Regions from separate parts of the Oryctolagus cuniculus genome. Here region 1 is linked to region 2. The links are chromatin contacts, called in public Hi-C maps. All regions are on one chromosome and are shown on one strand. Each heading gives the region's core, a stretch centred on a gene start, on an enhancer-like site or on the middle of the called end of the contact. The rest is flanking DNA. Distances are from core to core; before and after follow the strand shown.

What was found. Hi-C and Micro-C count contacts between places; a contact is called where the count stands out from the background.
Region 1: a Hi-C map of psoas muscle shows a contact between it and region 2, with 4 times the contacts expected there. The contact joins the enhancer-like site here to the promoter of CPEB4 in region 2. A contact is called at or near these places in 2 of 6 Hi-C or Micro-C datasets (embryonic fibroblasts and psoas muscle).

Annotation. Positions count from the first base shown.
Region 1 is chr6:60,399,228-60,405,410 of mOryCun1.1, reverse strand. No RefSeq gene overlaps it. Among named protein-coding and RNA genes, the nearest start is that of C6H5orf47, 18 kb to the left of the region's middle. Within about 2 kb of position 1,655, at least 2 of the 8 cell types and tissues checked have an H3K27ac peak or open chromatin away from gene starts, as enhancers often do.
Region 2 is chr6:60,320,478-60,326,251 of mOryCun1.1, reverse strand. It overlaps CPEB4 (cytoplasmic polyadenylation element binding protein 4), which reads right to left and starts at 2,322. Exons shown (of 8, transcript XM_008255399.4): 1 at 1-2,322. The coding sequence starts at 860.

The DNA.
Region 1 (6,183 bases), core at 406-2,905, 80 kb before region 2:
AGTCAACAAACGTTTATTCAGCACTTACTGCGAGGAAAGACACTTGATGGCTCCTGTGGACACAGATATGAGCCATGTACTATCCCCCCCAAAGGTAAACAAATAGAGTGATAATTACCCACTGGGAGAAAAATGCTAGTAAGAGAGAGTGATCCTGATAAACAAAGGTGATGAAGGGGGCAGGGTGCCATGGTGCCCGCCTTCACCCGCACTTTGCCATGGTAAGGGCGAAGGGGAAATATTCATAACGAGGAATTAACGCCCTTGCAAAACTCACGTTGGAATTTCACTGCCATCGTAGTGAGCCGTGGCTGGATCCTTGGAGCGGCTTAGCTATTGCGAGAGCGGGTGTGTTGTGTTTGGCCTCCTCTCACACATGCTCACCTGCCCCCCTGCCATGTTGGGGTGCAGCAAGAGGTCCTCACCAGATGCCATCGCCACGCTCTTGGACCCCAGCCTCCAGAAGGCGGAGCCCGATCTGTGCGGGGTCATCTAGCCAGTCTGTGGTTTGTCTGTTACAGCACACAAGGATGGGCCTTTAGAGAGCGATCTTGGAAGATGCAGGGGTGTCTCGGGTGAGTCGGCAGGGTTGAGGAGGAGAGTGCTGCAGTTCCCTGTGGAGCTGAAGGGGGGCGGGGGTAAAACTTGGCTGCGCCGAGGATTCCGCACTGAGCTTGATCAGCCAAGGGGGCCTCATTCCCAGGATGGAAAAAGGCCCAGGGCAGAGCAGCCGGACACGTGGCCAAGAGGGAGTACTTTTGGAGAGGATGTTAGGGTGGAGGTCAGGGCCATACCCTTCGAGGCCTCGGGGGTAGACTTTATTTCTGGGGGCAATGGGATGCTGGCGGAAGGGTCTCGTGCAGATTTCTATTGCCCTCTGGCTGCAGGGCCAGAGACTGCAGGTACTAATCAGAGCGGAGGCGGGACTTCCGCCCCCCTCCCCGAGGGGGGGTGGGGCCAACACCTGATGTGTCTGGGGCAGTCCAGCTACAGTGGGAGCCCCTCACATTTATGGTTGGGGTGCTTTTCTCGTGCTTATCTCATTTAATCCTCACCCCAACTGGAAGATGGAGATGTTATTTGCCCCTCCGGACCCACGAGAAAAGACAGTGCTCAGAAGCCACCTGATGTGGCCAAGGTCACTGGGTCAGTCAAGGGGTGGCATGGGAACAGATGCCCCAGCAGCCTCACCCCAGAACCCAGTCCCTAACCACAAAGATCCTTCTGCTTGGGATATGAGCCTAACTGTGCCTAATGTCCACACGGCACCCACTGTCACCCACATTTTGCCATTGCAAGGGCAAAGGGGAAATATCTGTAACCGAGGAACTAACAATCCTATTTCCTCTAAGGCAGCGGTCATTGAGCTGTCAGCTGAGGGACACAAGGCACTCATTTCCAGCCCTCCCTCCCCCCTTCCTGCTTCTCTCTCTGAAGAGCACGACTCTGGGCTCAGCCAAGTGTCCAGAAAAGCCGAGTGCCAGGCGCAGGCCCTCTGCAGTTTACATCCAATTTGGGAACAGACGCGACACCCACCGCTGCGGGGTTTGATTCCCCACGTGTGGCGTGGGAGGCATCCTCACGCTGTAGACAAAAAGAGCTGGGCACGGAGTGTCAGTGCCTTCCGTCACCATGGCAACTCGTCATTTGGATTGGGGGGGAACCGAAGAATACACAGGAGACAACCAATGAAGGAGACAGGCATCCAAGGGTTCCTATCTGCTGCCTGGCATGGTGGCCATGCTGCCTACCTGTTCCGTCAAAGCAGCACCAGGACTGGCTCCGTGGACGTCAATGGGTAGTAACAGCAAGAGTAACGCTAAGTAACGCTAAGACTGAGCATGTATTGAGTGCTTACTCTGTGCTAGACACAGCACTCACTGCTCTCAGAATCAGATGTTAGCCCAACTTCCACAAGGGATTCAAAGCAAAGAATGTGGAATTAGGACATCAGTGTAAGGAAAGCTGAGAAAAGCTCGCGGTCCCATGGATGGTGCTTACATCACTGCAAAACTGCCTCCCCCGGGAGACAAGGTCATGATCGGGAGTGTGGAAGGCCGTAGATACCATTACGGGGTGTGTGTGTGTGTGTGTGTGTGTGTGTGTGTGGTGGTCGGGTACTATTGTACTTGATAATAGAATTCTACTTCCTTTCTCTTCCAATCTTCCCCCTTCTCCCTGCTCGGCACCTTAGCTTTCCCCACCCGGGCCCCGCCCACCGCCACCATTCTCTGCCGCCCCTTAGGAAGGGCTGCTGATCTGACTTAATTAGGACAGGTACTGGACTAAATCAGCCCCCATGGGTATCCTCTCCCATTTTAGAATTTTGTGTTTGGTCTAAAGATTGGAATTTGGGGCATGGCATCACAAAGGAAATTGCTAAGGACTGAATTCGGCCACGGTCTTCACGTCTCACTCAGAAGGGAGTCTTGCTGCCAAGCTAGGTTCAAACATTCTCAGTTGGTTCTCCCAGGCTCTAAGCATCACATCTGTTCAAGCACAGCTGTTCAGACTGCAGCAAGCATCAAAGCTGTGCATCCCGGAGCTCCGGTGCTCTAAAAACGGCAATGCTTTCTCTCTTTCATAAATATCTATCAAATCACAAATATGAATTCTCTGCAGAAATCTATTTTGATGCTTCCAACATCCCCGTCCAGAAGCAAAATGTTCAAATGCTATTTTAAAATTCCCAAGGACACATCAGGAAAGCTCTTCCCTCATTTCTTTGCATTTCAGGGCTGATTTTGTGAGATTAACAGGACTGTGCTGAGTAGCAAAGGATGAGATGCCTACAAGAAAGCTTGATTTTCTACACAGAATATGCTCTTCAATTAGGGTTCTATGGAAAGATGTGAAAACCCTTTCTCCTTGGTGGAATTTTCTTTGATCTAAAAAAATCCAATATATAAAATTGTGAATTTGTATTTATCTATCATCTATTAATGTACCTACCTACCCACCTGTCTACCCATCCATCCAATTTGTTACATACATTTTCTTGGCAAATGTGCTTTTTTCCCCAGATTATGGGACTGCTTCTTAGTCCCCTGCCAGTTTAGAGGATGACATATCTACGAGAAAAGGCAGTCATTGCATTGTTGCTAAAGGTATCAAAATAAAAGGCCAAAGGACTTTGGGCTTGTGAAATGAGATGCATGCTTTTAGTGTAACTTCTCAGTGATCTCTTAGTCGATGTAGTGAAGACATAAAATTGTAATAAAATTTCCCCTTGTTCATTTGGAAATATAAGGGGTAAGGTGAAACAGGACCTAAAATGTGTGTGTCTGGGCCCAAGTCCTGGTTAGCTCTGTAGACTGGTCAACTTTCCTGACCCTTGGTCACCTTGCAACGAGCACAATAACTGTACCATCCTAAAGGGCTGCACAGAGGTTGGAAAGAGAAGCCTGCAGCATGGAGCCTGGCACTTAGGAAGCACTCCATCATGGCTGCTTGTTGTCATTCTTACCCCAGAACTGCTTGTGTTTCTGGAAATCTTGGGTTCACACTACTAGAGAAAAAGACCTTTCTTCCTTGTTTCCTACCCCAAACTTATGTGTCTTTCCTTGACAGTTGAATCGAAAGGAAAGAATACACCCTGGGACTGACACTATGATGTAGCAGGTTACGCCTCTGCCTGAGGTGCCAGCATCCCATATGGGTACTGGTTCGAGTCCTGGCTGCTCCATTTCCAATCCAGCTCCCTGCTAATGTGCCTGGGAAAGCAGTGGAAGATGGCCCAAGTGCTTAGGCCCCTGCACCCTTGTAGAAGACCCAGAAGAAAGCTCCTGGCTCCTGGCTTTGGATTGTCTCAGCTCTGGCCATTGCAGCCATTTGGGGAGTGAACCAGTGGATGGAAGACCTCTCTTCCTCTCTCTCTCTCTCTCTCCCCCTCTCTCTCTTTCTCTTTCTCTGTGTGTGTGTGTGTAACTCTGCATCACAAATAAAATAAATCTTTTAGGCCGGTGCCATGGCTCATTAGGCTAATCCTCCGCCTGCGGCGCCGGCACAGCGGGTTCTAGTCCCGGTTGGGGCGCCGGATTATGTCCCGGTTGCTCCTCTTCCAGTCCAGCTCTCTGCTGTGGCCCGGGAAGGCAGTGGAGGATGGCCCAAGTGCTTGGGCCCTGCACCCACATGGGAGACCAGGAGGAAGCACCTGGCTCCTGGCTTTGGATCGGCCGCAACGCGCCGGCCATAGCGTCCACTTGGGGGGTGAACCCACGGAAAAAGGAAGACTTTTCTCTCTCTCTCTCACTGTCTAACTCTGCCTGTCATAAATAAATAAATATTTTAAAACATGCATTAACAAGCCTGTACTTCCTCAAAGTGAATAGAAATATCTTAGCTTTGCTCCTACCCCTAAAAATGTACACCTCATTCTGGCCACTGGACCATAGGCGCTGGTTTAAGAGAAGCCAGTAAGGCAGAGAAGATGGCAGAGGTGGATCTGAGTCACCTGTGCTTGACAGAACTCACGAACTTTGATGTAGCCTCCTGACCTGACTCCCACTAACTAATGACATGACTTTGAGCAAACCTCTTAACTCAGAGTCAGCTTGTAGGGAGGAAGTGACTTAACTTAAGGACTTAACCACCAAAACTCACTCATTTAACTTTGGTTTTATCATCCTATCCCTATACGTTCAATTATGGCACTTGGTTTAGAAATGAACTTTTTTTAAAAACAAATCCTAGGCCGGCACTGCAGTTCATTTGGCTAATCCTCCGCCTGCAGCGCCGGCACACCAGGTTCTAGTCCCAGTTGGGGAGCCGGTTCTGTCCCGGTTGCTCCTCTTCCAGTCCAGCTCTCTGCTATGGCCCGGGAGTGCAGTGGAGGATGGCCCAAGTGCTTGGGCCCTGTACCCCATGGGAGACCAGGAGGAAGCACCTGGCTCCTGGCTTCGGATCAGAGCAGCGCGCCGCTGGCTGTGGTGGCCATTTGGGGGGGGGGGGGTGAACCAACGGAAAAGGAAGACCTTTCTCTGTGTCTCTCTCTCTCACTGTCTAACTCTGCCTGTCAAAAAAATAAATAAATAAAAAATAAAAATTCCTGGGGCTGGTGCTATAGCATAGCAGGTAAAGCCACTGCCTGCAGTCCAGCATCCTTTATGGAGCCGGTTCAAGTTCCAGATGCTCTACTTCTAATCCAGCTCTCTGCTGTGGCCTGGGAAAGCAGCAGAAGATGGCCCAAGTCCCTGGGCACCTGCACCAGTGTGGGAGACCTGGAAGAAGCTCCTGGCTCCTGGCTTCGGATGGGCGCAGCTCTGGCTGTTTCGGTCATCTGGAGAGTGAACCAGCATTCGGAAGACCTCTCTCTCTCTGCCTCTGCCTCTCTGTAACTCTGCCTTTCAAATAATAAATAAATAAATCTTAAAAAACAAATCCCAAATTAAAACGACACACACACAAAAATCCCTCAAGTGAACAAGTGGATAGAAGACCTCTCTGTCTCTGCCTCTCCCTCTCTGTGTAACTCTTTCAAATAAATAAATACATCTTTAAAAAAAAAAAGTCCCTCTTATTTTGTCCACTGCTAATCCAGTAGCAGTAAAGTTTAAGGAGAAGCAATTGGGATTTAGTCAATAAAATTGGTATCAATCTAGACTTATGTCCTAGCTGGGTAGCTTTGGCCAAGTCACCCACCTTCTCCCTGAGACAGCTCATGCTCTGTTCCCAAACCTCCCTGGGGTATGACCCTTGCTAATGCACGTTAGGCGCCCAACATAGGAACACAACAGGCGGTGAGCAATGACCAGCATGTATGTGGAAGTCACAGCAGGATCAGGAGGGCTGAGAGTCATCTGACAGATGAGACTAGTCCACATTCCCTCCCACACTCCTCCGCCCGAGCAGGGCACTGGAATCGGGCCTTCAACCCACAGTTAAACACCCACGGGGCAGCATCACTGTTCCCTCAAATAGGAGAAGTGAGTTTCGCCTGCACCCCTTCAAGCAAGGAGGCATCACATCTTTCCTGGATCCCATCTAAAGCCCTGGATGAGGCTTCACAGCACTAGTGACCACCGTGCCTTCCAGTCCTCTTCTTGGGCAACTTCAGAACAAGTTTCAAATGCCTTATTTCCTTTAGTGGGTTCTGGAGAGTCACTCCTGGGTGTTTGGATCCTCTCCTCTCTTTTGGTGTTGCAAGGGGGTGGGAGAAAAGTTGAAAATAATCTCCTTCAAGTG
Region 2 (5,774 bases), core at 1,073-3,572:
CTGCTCCACGGAGAAGGGGGTTTGTTAAGATTATTCGCCAAATGAGGGAGCTGGTTAAAAGCAGCACTTCTATGTGTGAAGGGTGGGGGATGGGGGCTGGCAGGAGACCTCCTCTGCTGCTGATGCTGGCTGTGATGATGCTGGAAATGAGGGTGATGAGGGTGGTGCTGTGAAAGAGGCCCGAGCTGAGGGGAGAAGCTGCCTCCAAAGCCCGGGCTGACGTGATGGGGAAAATTTTGAAACAACAGAGCACCGTTATTAGCCGACGCAGCAGGGACCCCTCCCTGATGGAAAAAACTTGCATCTTCATTGATTATGGTAGAAGAAGAAGGCGCTATCGCTGCTGACCAGTTACTGAAGCCGGTGAGAGAGGACGCACTGGATGTCAAGGGTTGGGTCGAAGTACCTAGCCCCGTGGCCTCCTGGTAATCGAAGCCTGTCAACACTGGTGATTCGATTCTTATCTTCTCCTTCCCATTGCCATTTTCCGAAGAATTGTCCCCTTGATTTTCTTCCGACTTCGCCTTCTCCGTTTCAGGCAGTATTCCAGTTTCTTGGCCTGGACTCGGGGACAGCTGCTGCTTCTCTAAGGGGTCTTGCTGCTCCTGCTGCTGACTTTTTGCTTTTTCTGACCCCAAGATCTCATCCTGAATGTTGTGGGTAGCGGGAGCAGGAAAGAGCCAGGCTGAGCCAGCACTGCTGCCGTTGGCAGCTGTGTTATTATTTATAAAAGCAGCAGGGCTGGGGGTGGCATTTTGGTGATGGTGTGGAGGCTGCAGATGTGGATGGAATCTGACTGGAAAAGCAGATTTATTCCCAGTATTGCTTTGCACTAGCACTCCAAACCCGTAATCCCCCATTTATTATTTTTAGGATCAGAATCTGCTCAGCCAAAAATGACAACCTGATGTCTCCTGTCTCTTTTTGCCCCCACCCCTCTATTCAAAATTTCAGTTGTTTGCTTGCTTGAAATCTGATGTATAGCTAGCTCAACAATTGCAGCTTATCACCCTAAGGAGTTCTGATTTGGAATTCTGGTCTCTGAAAGAAGAAAAAAATTCACAACTACAAAAAAAAAAATTTCTTAAAACATTGACATGAATCCAATTGGGCTTCTTTCTAGGAGGGAATAAAAATGGAGAGGGTAAAAATCAAGTCTTTGGTTAGTAAAATAGGCGCTTTCTTTTTCCAAAGGAAAATGTACATGAATGACAAAAACACAGCTTCTCAAGCATCTATGGATGTAGAAGAATAAGCATTGAGCAGAGTAAAAATATATATATATATATATAATTTAACAATCACATAAGGTCTTCCCCAGCAGTTTAGATTCACTCACATAAAAATTAGAATAGGGCTAAGGGGAGAATACGTTCTTTTCTTGGCAGCTTGGTTAAAAAAAATCAGGAATAATTTAAGAACATTATATATTATATATTTATATAGATAGATTATATTAGGTTATCTGGGGCTGGGAGGGGGGGTGAACTCCTGGTTGCGGGAGAGGAAGTCAGCATGGACTAATGGAAAGATGATCGCACGGAGCTCTCTGCTGTTCCTGGTCCTGCTTCTGCTCTTTCGCAGGGCGCAGCTGTGGCCTCTGGGGCTGCTCCTGAGGCTCCGGGTGCAGATCCTGCTGCGGTCGTCGTCCCTGGGCTCCCCCCGGCCTCCTCTCCCCCATGAAAGGGGCTGGAAACACCGGGCTCTCCCTCGGCGGGGGTGGGGAGGGAGCGTGATCGGGAGGGATTAGCGAGACGCGACGAGGGCGAGCTGGCGGCCTGGGGGTGCGGGGACCCAGCGGGCGACCTGGAAGGTCCTGCGGTTTCTGCCTCTTCCCCTCTCTGCGGCTCCGGGGTTTTTTTCCCTCATGGGACCCAGGGGCGGTTTGTTCAGTTCTCTCAGTTCGATTCTCCGCACGGGGGGGGAAAAAACAAAGAGGGAAAAAAAGTAAAAACCCACTACCGTAGTTACTCTAAAGGAGAAAGGCCTCCCCCCTTGGCTCTATCTCTCTTTTCTCCCGGATCTTTTTTTTTAAACTATAATTTGGAAGGCTTTTGTTTCTCCTCACGGTTGCTGGGCCGCCGCCGCCGCCGCCTCTTTACCCCGGTCCCGCAGTCCCCGCTGTCGTGGCTGCGGGCTCCGCCTGGCTCTTCTTTTTCTTTCCTTCTTCCTCCTCGTCCCCCTCTGCTGTGGCCGCTGCCACCGCCGCCGCCGCCGCCACCGCCTCCCGGTGCCCGGGTCCCGCAGCCGCGGCTGAGTCCTTCTCCTCAGGACCGAGCCGAGTGAAATGACAACCAGCTGGAAAGACCGAGAGACACTTCCGGTTCGAAGAGGGAGGGGTGGGGTAACGCGGATGCCCCGCCCACCCCTGCCTAAATACCAATCGTCTGCTAGAATTCCAAGGGGACCACGCCTCCAAAGCTCAGTGCCCCTCCCAGGAAGGTCGAAAAGTGAGCCCGAGAAACGCCCCTTCCGTCTGCGCCTCGCCCAGTGAGGCCCGGCGTCTGGAGTCCGATGCCCCCACCCAAAGCGAGCGCAGCTGGTCGCCATCTTTTGTGTGGGCAAAGGATTCCTTCGACGATTACTTTCGCCAATAGGGCTTTGCCGAAAGATCGAAGAGGGACGCGCTGAAGAGAATGGACTCTTCACACACTATGGCATGAGGTTAAGGTGTTAGGAATAAAAGTGGTAACCCGTGAAACCGCGGATGAACGGGAGGTCTGCCCTGAGTAAAGGTGGTGCCCCAAGCATCACGTGCTCTGGCCTGAGCTCCGCCCCAGAGGGATCTGGAAGGGGAGGCAGTGTTGCCAGCAGCTGTGCGGTGCCTAGAACTGCGTATGCCCTTGCCCAGAACGCAGACCTCATGAGGGACTCTCCTCCAGTCACTTTCCGTTTCCGCACCCGCACCCCCCTGTCCCCAGCCTGTCTTAGGTTCGCCTTTGATGCAGTCTCCCAGGCACAGAGATGTAGCGCTCGTGGGCGTCAGCGGCTCAGCTCCCACCCCCATCCACCGGGGAGACAATTTTATCCTAGGCCTCCGCGTGTGCAGCTCTCTTCTGTGGCTGCCCACCGCCGAGAGGATAATGGCCACGCTCCTTAGTCTGGCGTTCAAGGTTTTCCACCTTGTCCACAATGCATCTTACTGCCTCGTCTCCCTTCAGACATACAAGGGGAGTTCCAAAAAGTAATGCAAAAAAAAAAGGATTTGCTGCATATGAGATGTCTTCAAAAGGGTTATGGACAGTGCGTGATCTAAAAGAAAAAAAAAAAAAAAAAAAAAAAAACAAAAAGAACACTATGCTTGAACTGCAAAAAATGTTCTGCACCAAAATAAACTTGTCCTCTAAATCCATTTTTCCACGAACATGTTGAAATACCCTCAAACTGCCAGTGTGTTTTTCCGTGCCCTTCTCTTCAACATCCGATAAATTCTATAGTTTGAGAAATCAGTTCAAAAGCTACCAACTCTGTCTTCTGAATTCCTTCTTCTAAAAGTGTCTACGCCCGTATGTATCTTGCTTTTGCTTATCACACTATCTTGTCACAGTTGGGTGTTTCTCCCAGAGCAGTGTGCCACTCTGGACTCTTTGAGGAGTAAACGGGGATAGATAAGAGGCATCAGTGAATGAATCCTGACGCCATGAATGAACAAATGGGCAACCATGAGAACTTTCCCAGAGGACCATCCCCCATTGCCAAGCCTGAATTATTTAGTCCTTTGCACCATTTGGTTTGGCGCTCACATCTCTGTCATCATTTAGGTTCTTTGTTTGCGGCTCAAGGGTTCCACCTTGTTCGGCTTTGTGTTTTTCCACCACTGTGAGGACCATGGAAGCCTAGGGTAATGCCTCACTCTCAGCTCAGATTTTAAAGGTGTTGACTGTTTTACTTTAGCAAGAAATGGGGGAAAAATCAACATAGAGCTGAAAGTGACCGGAGCAAAACATCGGAAAAAGATAGGGGGAGTAACAAAAAATCTTATGAGCAAAGATGGCTTCCAGTTCACCCCGAGAGTCCCCTGCTAATGGTTCTGAATTCTCCTGCCTAAATCTCTCAATGCTGCAGCACTGCCATGGGCCCTTAATCATCATGAGCGCGAGCCTCCTCTCTGTAGCTCTGAGTTCTTGGGCACAAGGCTTGTGCCTTACTCTTGTTTGTTCTCCACGGCAGGACATGCCTTGAGCTGTAGCTGCTCCAGTTAGATGAAGTCATTTCCCCCAGGATGGTTTCTCTGACTGTCCCTCCTTGTAGCATCTCATAGATTCTTCTCTTTTAATTATTGCGGGCTACCGGTGGGTTGGTGTCTTGAAGGCAGAGACTGTGTCTGCTCTCTGTCCCTAGCGGCCCGCAGAGAGTCTGAGACAGAGCCAACTTGGGATGTGTTTATTGAATGAATGTATGAATGTGCCATTCCCAGTAGACAGTTGAAATTTTCTTGGAACTATCAGTTTTTCTCAGTGACTAAAATGGCAGCCACAGCTTAGTGGAAAAAGAACTACCTTTGGAACCAAGTAGCCCCAGGTTTGAATCCCGGTCCTGCTGCTTCCTAGTTGTATGGCCCCAGGCATTATCTTTGCAAGCCATGGGTTTCTTAGGGATGAAATGTGTGTGAGATTTCCTCCCTCTCTAGATTTGTGAATTGCAGGAGCTACAGGTAAGGGCTGACCTGCTAGGAGGAGTCCACAGTATTAGTTTCTTAACATACTAAGGGCAGAGAATTGCATCACACGCATCTTTTGCCTAGAAGCAGCTGTATGCACAAAGGAATCCAGGAACCTGTCTTGGTTTGTAGAAGGCACACCCAGAGCCGCCGTCTGGCGCTGCAGGGTCAGTCTGGTCTTTGAAGGCACCATCAACTGTGGGCAGTAGGTTTGGGCTGGGCTGAAATTAGGAGGATCGCTGGTTCCTGCTTGGGGACCAGGGACAGAGGAGAAGGAAGGGGAAAATCAATTCTCTTGGGTCAGTTGCCTACTTAGAAACCTAGGATACCCAACCCAGGGCTGCCCTCCTTGAAAACATTCTGGTTTCAGCAACTGTCCTGCGGTATCCATGACAACAATTTAGCAGCTCCATTTAGGCTCTCCAAAGGCATCTACGGCTGCAGATGAGTGCTGGCTTGAACACTGTGCTGGCAGAAGAGAGCCCTTCCCATGAAACGCATTCCCCGGGAAGCTTTCAGGCTGCAGGGAAAGCAAGCTCTACCCAAACATTGAGATGCTACCAGATTTTTTTAAAAATTAAAACTAAAAGGAAAACTCCCTTCCTGTCTAATGCAGCAAAGATGGACACTTCCTGGTGGAGATGTCTTAGGCTAGGGAATTCCCATACCCGGCTGGCTACTACCCAGTTCCCTCTGGGTTTTGAGGTCAACCACACCTCAAACGTGGAGCCTCCCAGGAAGCAGGATCTTAGTATCGCCTCCACTAGCCTTGGCAGTGACTATAAATCTCACCCCATAATCACACAGGATGAACTCAGCCTTAATGTCTTCTACCACTGCCCTCGACATGTACAGTGTCAGCCTTCTCCCAACAGTCTACACCCAAGCTCCCCAGAGCCTGTCTAATGACCTCAATGATCAGGGCCACCACCTGGGTGTACACTGTCAACTCCATAAGGTACCACGCACATGTGGCATGTGAATGCCACCTCCTGGAGTGGTCCAACACAGCTGCTGGCTTCACTTCATTTCTGTGAGACATGGACACAGTATACAAAAAAAATTTTTTTTTTTTTTTTGCAAAATCCACCTGGTATTACTGTCAAGTTCCTGA